Regions from separate parts of the Gossypium raimondii genome. Here region 1 is linked to region 2. The links are chromatin contacts, called in public Hi-C maps. All regions are on one chromosome and are shown on one strand. Each heading gives the region's core, a stretch centred on a gene start, on an enhancer-like site or on the middle of the called end of the contact. The rest is flanking DNA. Distances are from core to core; before and after follow the strand shown.

Region 1 (4,276 bases), core at 1,642-4,141, 87 kb before region 2:
TTATTAAAAAAAATAAATCCCCACATGAAGGGACCCAAATATGTTAAAATATGAAATATTATTTTTGACACCAAAATATTCAAAAGTGTGCCAACCAAAGCTAAATCCAAATCAAATTTGAAGTTAAAAATGGTAACTCAAACTTATTCCTAAACTTTTCCCTTTACCAAAACTCTCAAGCCAAAATTTTAGTTTCCCCAATTTGTTCATCTTTGGAGAAGGATGGTTTATCAAAGAAAGTTCAGATTTGAGTGTGCAGATTTTACAATATTTGCATGATTTTACAAGTATATTTTTTCTATTTTAAGTATTTTTTATTATTCTTTAGAGTTTTTCTCGTTTAGGTTTAGTAAAACTGTCCAGTTTGGCCTAAAAATTCTCTTAAAAAATGAGAGTTTTTAGATAAAAAATGCGCTTGGACAAAAAATAAGGCCCGTTTTCTAACGGGTTGGGCCTCGGGTAAAATATTTTTGGCCCAGCCCAAATAAATAAAATATTTTTTTAAGAAAAATTATCTTGCTATTTTTTTGTTGTTCCTAGCGTTTTGGTGTTGTTATTGTTATTTTTTTGTTGTTATTTTTGTGTATTTTTTATATTGTTTCGCTATCGTTTTTAATATTATTTGGATACTGTAGAACCTATATTTTATTGTTAATTTTGCTACTATTTTAATTGCAACTATCTTAATATAAAGAATTATGAAAAGTTACATTTTGGTCACTAACTTTATCTACTTATAATGTTTTGATCACTTGTCTCATTAATGGTCGATCAGACCTTAATGAAAAAGTGAGATGACACATTAATTCAAGAGTTAATATCCTATTTGATCCTTAAACCATAGCTAAAACATTCAATTTGATACTCTTGCAACATTTTACAGAACAACTAGAAACTCTACCACACATTATGTGTGTGGAAGCCACATTAGAATACAAATTTGTGTTTCAAAATAACATATAATAAATAATTAAATGTATAGTTTGGAATTAATTAATAATACACATGATATATTTACGATATTAAAATAAAAAAATAAGTCGTAAGTAAAACAAAATTTAAACATAATGAATATAACATATTAAGAATACTAAATGAATACAAATATTTAACATGGTATTGTTATCAATCCTAAGTTGGTGTCAAGTTAATTTGTGATACCATCTTAAATACTAGTATAGATATACAATTGATGAATATAATAAAACTACATTGTAAAATTAAAATGTATAAATTATTTAAAATAAAGCTTTGGTAAGTGATAATTTAAAGTTTTATGCATCGGTATGGGTTCAAATCCTTATAAGTAAATTTTTAAAATAAAAGACTAAAATACTATCAAATAATATAATCTATTTTAAATATAAAAGCATATTTTTGTAATTTTCCTAACTAAGTTGGTGTCTAATTGACTCGTGACACAAATTCAGTCAAGAGTATAAATATACAATTGATAAATGTATTAAAGTGTACATAATCATATTAAAATGTATAAATAATTTAAAATAAATTTTGGTTGAGTCGTAAATTTATAGTTTTACATATTGGCGTGAGTTCAAATCTCACTATAAATTTTGTCATTTCTCTAATCATGTTGGTGTCGATTGACTCGTAATACCAACTTAATTAAAGGCTTAAAATATATAATAATATAGATTCGGAAAAATTATTAAAAAAATCTAAAAACATAAAAAGAATCTTAAAATGTCTAAAAATTCAATTTAATTTTGAAATTGTAAAAAAATGTTTTTAATTGTAATTATGTAAAATTTAATTAAAAATTCATAAAAATTCTAAAAATTCTAAAAATTATATAATAAACAAAACACGATATTGAAAAAACAAGTCCTTAGTTTTTGGTTGTTGTGGTCTGAATTTTTAAGGTTTGTGTAGGGTGTTGTTTTTGATGAATGATCCATTGTTGTGTTCTTTCATAGTAATGGATAAACACAAGCTGGGTTCTTTCTCATTTAAACTAAGGTTTTATTTTATTTTATAAAAGACAGTTTTCTTTTTCTTTCTGATTTGAGTTGTTTTGTTTTTTAAATTTCATTATTGGGTTTTGCTTTAATTTGCATTTTCTGTAGGTTTAGAGTTTTTGGTAGTTCAAATATCAAGATAGAAGTGAATATATAGTTAAAAAGTTTGGGTTTTTTTTTTTTTGGTTTGGTAGATGAGAAAATCAAGGAAAATCTGGGATGTTAAAGAATTCCTATGCATTGAACATTGGAGCTAAAATCCTTGCCATTGGACTTGGAACATGACAAAGTGGAGGAGACCTTTGTGTTGATGCCGTGAAAACAGCATTGTTGGATGAAATCAAAGTTAAGAAAGCTTTCAAAGGTTCTAAAAATTATATATTTTAGAATTTGCATGAAAATTTTAAATTTTTTATATAATTAAAATTTTAAAAATATTTTATAATTTCAATAAATAAATAATGAACTTTCAGAAAATTTTAAGATATTTTTATATTTTTAGAATTAAAATAAAACCTTTCTCGAATTATTGTTAAAATGTTATACAAGTACCAAATTGAATGATCAAATTAGATATTAACCGTTAAATTAATATGACACATCATTTACCCGATAAAATTTAAACGGCCACTAACGAACGAATGAGTAACCAAAAAGTTATAAGTCGATAATACCAAGGACTAAAATATAATTTTTCATAATTAAGTGGTTAAAAAAATGAGGTTGATATTTTTGTATTGTCACTATTATTTTTGAAGTGTTTTTTTCCCAAATAGAAAGTGAAGATAAAAAATTTTAAAGTGGAAATAGAGTTATGTTATAAAGTTAGGTAGGTAGCCAAAGTATAAAAATATGTAACACCCCATCCCTCCCGAGTGCTACGATGAAGGCAAGTGATCCGGGAACTTCGTGGCAGAGAGAGAGAGAGACAATAAACAACAATAACACTGCATCTATGATGTATCCAAATTCCTTCTCCCAAACATGTTGCCTTTCTTCATCTTCATCTTCATCTTCATCTTCTCTTTCTCTTTCTCTTCTTCCTCCTTTCTCTATCACTTCTTGCCCCACACTTTTGCCCACCTGGCAATCGGGCCCAATTTTCTTCACAGCACATGCATTAGCATTAGCTGGTAGACAAACCCTTTCCAGGTAAAATGTTTTTACTCTTTCTTTATTCCTTGTACCTGTGTTTTAATTTGTCATGCATTGCATGTCAATGTTTTCCTCACAAGAGACAATATGCTATTCCCTTTTATGACTTTTCTTCCTTTCCTTTCTTTCTTTTGCATTACAATTTAAAACTTTTATCTTCACTTTGTTCTTTTGGGATGCCATTAAACTTTCTTACATGCAAAAAGTGACCATTGATTGCGCTCTTATTTCTTAATGTTTCTTTTTATCTCAACCCCAAAATGTACTCTTCTTTTTCATTTTCTGGGTATCTTTGTGTTTGTGTCATCATTATATTCCTTGACCCGCTCTCTCTTTCAGAGAGATGGAATGATGAGAAGGGTTGAAAGGGATGGAGGCGCATGAGTTTACTGCAATCATTTGTTACCCATTTTCCCAATCCTTTTTGGATTTTTTCCCCATTTGCGTTAGGTTAAAAGGAATGTAAGGATCTAATATTTTATTTTTGGTTCTCTCATGAGATTAAGGAAGCGTCGACAATGCTTTCCTTCTTGCTCTTCTCTTCACAGAGTAATCCTCCCCCTAGCCCTCCATACCCCTTTTTTTCTGTCTCTGATTTTGATCACTGGTGCTATTACAAGTCTATTAATTAAATATAACTATTAGCTTAAGCTGTTCTTGTTATCAAGCTTAATTTGGGCTTGCCTCTTGGCAAATCTCATGAATTTGCAGTAACCTTTTTTTCAAATATATATATAAAGCTTCGTTGCTTGCAATCAACAAGGCTATGACTTTAGGAGTATCTATATTCATTGAGTTCCTGCTATTTATATTTAAAAAAATTTCTTCCATTTCTGCATTTAGTAGTTATGTCTCTTCTTCTGTTTTATGTCAGAATGAATGCATTGCATTATATGATGAATAGTTAAGAGCTTAATTATATGCATGGGAATCTACAATTCAACGTTTAGATTCCTATTGAACCGTCAACCTTATGAAACGAGTTAATGAATTTGCAGCCTATCATTCTCAGTCAGGACAATGCCACTTTTATTTCTATGCAACTAATCGGTATTGACTAGTTCGTCGAAAATTGAAATGTAGGTTGATGAGGATGAAGTTTACTGGAGACGAAAGAAGGGCGGTGAAGAGTTGGAATGGCC
Region 2 (4,964 bases), core at 1,190-3,689:
GTATATTAGGATGAGACTTTTTAACTCCGGGTTGAGATTTTACCACATGTCATATTCATATATTTATTAACTTTCTAAATACAAGCGACATATGGTAAAACCTCAACCTCGCTTCTGAGTTAACAATTTCAAGGATGATGAATAATTATCCAAATATAAAATTAAAATTGTATAAATATATATATATAAATACATACAATTAGGATATATAAAAAGCGTATAATATTTTGAAAATATATAAAATATATAATATGTGATATATAAATTTATACAAAATCAAAGAATTATAAATTTATAAAAATATGTAAAAGAACTAAAAATTATAAATTAATAAAATTAATTAAAAACACATCTAAAATGAACCTGGAAATATGGTTATTTAATTCTTGATGTAAATTTTTTTATACTTTTATTAATTTATATATATTTAAAAAATTATTTACTTATTTTCCATGTGGCGTACTATGAGATACAAGAGGAAGTGGTGGAAGCACATTGGTGCGGGGCAATATCCTTTCTCTCCCTTTGTTGTTCAACAGAAACAAAAAAGTGAATTTTCCCAGGAATTAAAAGAGTTTGCTTACCCCTCTTCTTCTTCCAAGGGTGTTCACAAATCAACTCTCCCGGAGTTGGTGAGTTCCTTTTCCATGTTGGCAACGAAGTGCGGACTTATGAGCTGGGCCCTCCAAGGGGATTGTGATGAGAATGAGGCTAGGCGAACAAAATATGAGAGGATCATTCTCTTTGCCGGGCAATCACATAACCAACTCTGCCCCAATTAATGAAGCTATTGTCCGTTAAAATCTCGAGCTTACAGAATCTGTCTCCACCTCGGAGACCAAGTACCAATCATTGGAGGTCTGAGAAAAAGAGTTGGAAGAGAGGGTTCGTCAATTGGAAGCCCTTGGGAAGCAACACCTCGTTGAGAAAGAATAGATACAGAAGGAGAACAATGAGGCTTTGGAGAAATACAAAGCAGACACTCAAGCGAGCATTCAAGGATATCTGCCTAATTTAAGGTTCAACTTAATACTGGATGCACAAGTCGTCGTGGGACCATTCGGCTTGGCTATTAGTGTCACACCAACACAAGCTAATGGTGTTAATGCGAAGGTACTAACCTGTATGACAGAATACAAGTTCAGATACCAATTAGGTAAAAAAAAGAGAAGGAAGAGGTACCCACAAGATGCAAATGGACAATTTCATGGGCTAAAATATATATTGACCCATCTACCATAGTTAAGTCTAATATATAGAAATTAGGGTAAACTATAAAAAATAGTCACCCAACAATTAATGTGTTCCTATTTTGGTCACCGAGATTTAAAAATTCTTATTTTAGTCAATATTTTATTTATAGAATAATACTTAAATAAATTTCTATCAATTTGGCCTTAATTCTAGAAAAACCCAACAAATTTAATTGTCAACTTTATAAATTCTATCAATTTAGTTTTGATTCTTAAAATAAAAAATAAAATAAAAACTTAAAAAAATTGAAAGTTCGTTTTCGATAAAAAATGCATACAAAATTATAAATAAATGGATGCCCATTTTTTGACATAAAATTTATTTATTAAATATTATTTTATAAATAAAATATATATTTTAAAACCCCACAAACAAGACTCAAACTTTTTCCTCTCAGTATTCTATAAATAATAATTTATTTAATATATGTCTGCATTCTTTGTTAAGGGTTAAATTTGGTAAATTTTTATCAAAAATAAACATTTAAATATATATATTATTTTTAAAAGTTTTGAATTTTAATAATTAAGACTAAATTAATAGAATGTGTAAAGTTGAAGGTTAAATTTGTCGAATCCTTAAAATTAGAACCAAATTGATAAAATTTATAAAGACTAGAGGGCTAAATTTCTCATTGTGTCAATAAAAAGGCTTCCGTTAGTAATTTAACAGATGAATGAACAAAATGTTAAGTTTTGATAATATTGATGACTAAGATAAAAATTTTAAGCTGAAGTAAACAAAATGGGTGTCATCTAAGGAAAGCTCCAACCATTTCTCCAAATAAAATTTGACATTAAATTATCATTAATCATAAATAAAATGAAAAACATTAATAAACAAAGTTGATTTTGAGAAATAAAAAAATATAAAATGTTAAATCTCCTTTAGTTAATAAATAATTAACAATATCATATTATAATGTTGTTTTTGTACGAAATATAAAATTTTTATAATTTAAAATAATAAAAAGCTATATATCATCCTAATAAGTTTGATGGTAAGCTCAAGTCAAATAAGAGATGCAATAGAATGTGTACTACTCCAAGACCAAAACAGCGTTGGTCCAAACCAATCAAATTGGTGATAAAAAGAGTTAAAAGAAGAGCAAGAAGAGATGTGATTAGTGGTACTGGTAATACAGCGTAGTTGGGGAGCCAATTAACGGAAGCTATTCATCCGTGTCTATGTTAATGTCATCCAGTCCACACCTTCAACATTGCCTTAGCCTGTTGGCTTGGATTTGACTATGACACAAATAACGCGTCTTTAGCCCTCTATCTTACTATATATAACCTTTAAGTCAAGTCACCTAAAATTCCAAGTTAACCCAATCCTACTTTAATTTTCGTACCGGAAAATGTAACTCTTTTCTGTATCACTTGGTAACTTCAAATTTTAGGAATTAAAGAAAGATACTTTTACAAAATACGTGAGTAAATATCTTTAACCCTTCCGTAAAAATTACAACATCATAAAGGTGTTGGGATGATACATAATTTTGTTAACTTCCAGCAAGAATGTGAAAAGAGGCTCTAAGTAGTATGAGCAGAGCCCAAGTGTTTGGTTGTCTATTGTTTTGGAAGGGAGCAATGGTGGAATTAGAGCTAGCATATAAAGGGAAGTTGTAGGCTGTAGAGTGTTGGCGCTAGTTGATACTGGATTAAGTAAAACTAGTGACATTTTCTTCCAAACACCTAACAACTTTGGACTCATCTGCCTTGCTTAGCTTTCCTCTTGTTTTTGACTTACAAGCAACTCCCACCACTTCTTGAATAATTCTATTACATATTGAGATTATGTATAAGGGACGAGAAGATAAATTTACACGGAAAGTTCGAATCTGGACATAGTATTATGAAGATTGAGACACGGTTATACCAGTAGCTTGTTACCATTTATCCATTAATTTAATAAAGTGATTTAACTCTCCAAAAATATGAAAATTATGCGCAGCTAATCTTTCATTTTGTTTGAGGCGAAGAAGAGGAGGAAATTGTGAAAATTGTTGTCTAATATGGTCAAGATGAAGTATCATATCATATACAATCCGGCAAAGTTTCGACAGTTTTAAGGGCCTTACTTATCGGACATCATTTCTTTACAATAAAGCCCCCCCAAAAGTAAACAGGCTTAAAGCAGACGCAAAAATAAGGCTAAACTACTCAACTGGGATACCCTCGGATGAAACTGCTGTCACCGCTGACGTCACACTGGACAGTTACAAAAAAACAAGTGGCAACCATAATTCTAAAAACCAAAAAACCGGAAAGAGATTTTGTTTTTCTATTCTTCTTTGTATAATTAGTGATCAGTGGGTTCCATGGGATTGTGAGACAGTGCAAGTAACAAAGACTAGCCACGTCGAATCCCCGTGAAGTAGTTGAAGTCATGATGCTGGACCCTAAGTTGCTTTAGCCACGAATCTGCCACGCTTAAAAGCGACACTAGCCTTTCTTGGTCCCGTCCTGAATTGCCCGAGGCCCACACTTCCCCTTGCATCTTGTATGTGGCCATCCCGAATGGTGGAAGGGAGATGCACTCCCCTTCCTTTCCCTTCCTTTCGCCACCCTCAATCTCATTCTCCGGGTCCATATCTGCACCCAGAATATTCATTATCAGCACCCAAACTACCACATGCATATATAAAACAAGCATTCTTCATTACTGTAATGAATATTTTAACCAATGATAAAGAAGGGGATTTTAACAAAAGCTAAAAGGGAGGAACAACCTTGGAAAGAAGATGATAGAGTGTGGTAAGTAAGGAAGCATGTGGACAAGTCCTTTATGGTCCTTCCCATGGGAATGTGATAAATTGGGTACCTGACATTATCAAAACATCAACCAATGAGCCTTTTTCAATCATCAAAAACTATAGTCTTTTTCTTCTCTTTTAATTTTCTTGAAATATTTATCCATATTGAGCACTGACTTAACCTGTATGTAACAATCATTTTCGAATCCAGGTATACTAGACTAGAAATTAGAAACGATAACAAAGAGGGGGATTTTATAAAAGTTGCTCTAATGTTGCATAATTTTTGCCGTTCAATTTATCTGATTATAAATAGCTTGTCGTGTGTGCATTTGATAGTGAAAGAGAGGAAGAAAGAGACCAGGCCACTGCCATCCAACTAGCTGGAGAAAGATCAACGCTCCTCAATGACATCAAACCTGGGTATCTTCCAGATAATCCATTAATCTGTAAAAGCAACAAAACCCACAAGCTTTCATAATGAATAAACAAATTTTACCCTAAAATAATAAAGGTCGCAATCATCCCAAATTTTTAAAACCACAAAGCCTGAAACTTAATTGTTAAAGTTGAATGACAATTTCAGAGGAAAAGCAACAACTTATGCTCAGGGATGGATGATAAAGGAAGAAAGATTGTGACCATGGCCAAGAAAGAAAGCAAAAGAATTTTCATGTTCAAAGGTCAAAAAAGGTTTTTTTTTTTTTTTACACCTTTAAAAAGATACTTATATTCTGCCAAATTCACGGCTGTTTTTTCAATCGAACAATCAGGAAATGACAGAAAGGCAGATAAATTGCAAAATCAAAGGGAAGAGAGAATGTAACCGGAAAAAAGGAGAAAGACAGTAAGACCAAGAGAAAAAGTACCTTATCCATGAGGGGCACTCTACCATAAGGAGCCGATCTCTCGAAATACTGAAAGTAAAGGTAACCCAACCTATTGTTGAGGT

What was found. A called contact is a pair of places that touch in the nucleus more often than the background predicts.
Region 1: a Hi-C map of leaf shows a contact between it and region 2, with 2.4 times the contacts expected there. The contact joins the promoter of LOC105764203 here to the enhancer-like site in region 2. A contact is called at or near these places in 2 of 2 Hi-C or Micro-C datasets (both in leaf).

What each region holds. Positions count from the first base shown.
Region 1 is chr12:41,684,440-41,688,715 of ASM2569854v1, reverse strand. LOC105764203 reads left to right here and starts at 2,891. Exons shown (of 10, transcript XM_012582709.2): 1 at 2,891-3,131; 2 at 4,218-4,276.
Region 2 is chr12:41,596,621-41,601,584 of ASM2569854v1, reverse strand. LOC105764197 reads right to left here. Exons shown (of 6, transcript XM_012582706.2): 3 at 4,882-4,964; 4 at 4,374-4,459; 5 at 3,989-4,080; 6 at 3,251-3,851. The coding sequence ends at 3,610. Among protein-coding and RNA genes, the nearest start is that of LOC105764197, 3.7 kb to the right of the region's middle. Within about 2 kb of position 2,439, the one cell type or tissue checked has open chromatin away from gene starts, as enhancers often do. A contact at or near this core is called in leaf, where this site is marked.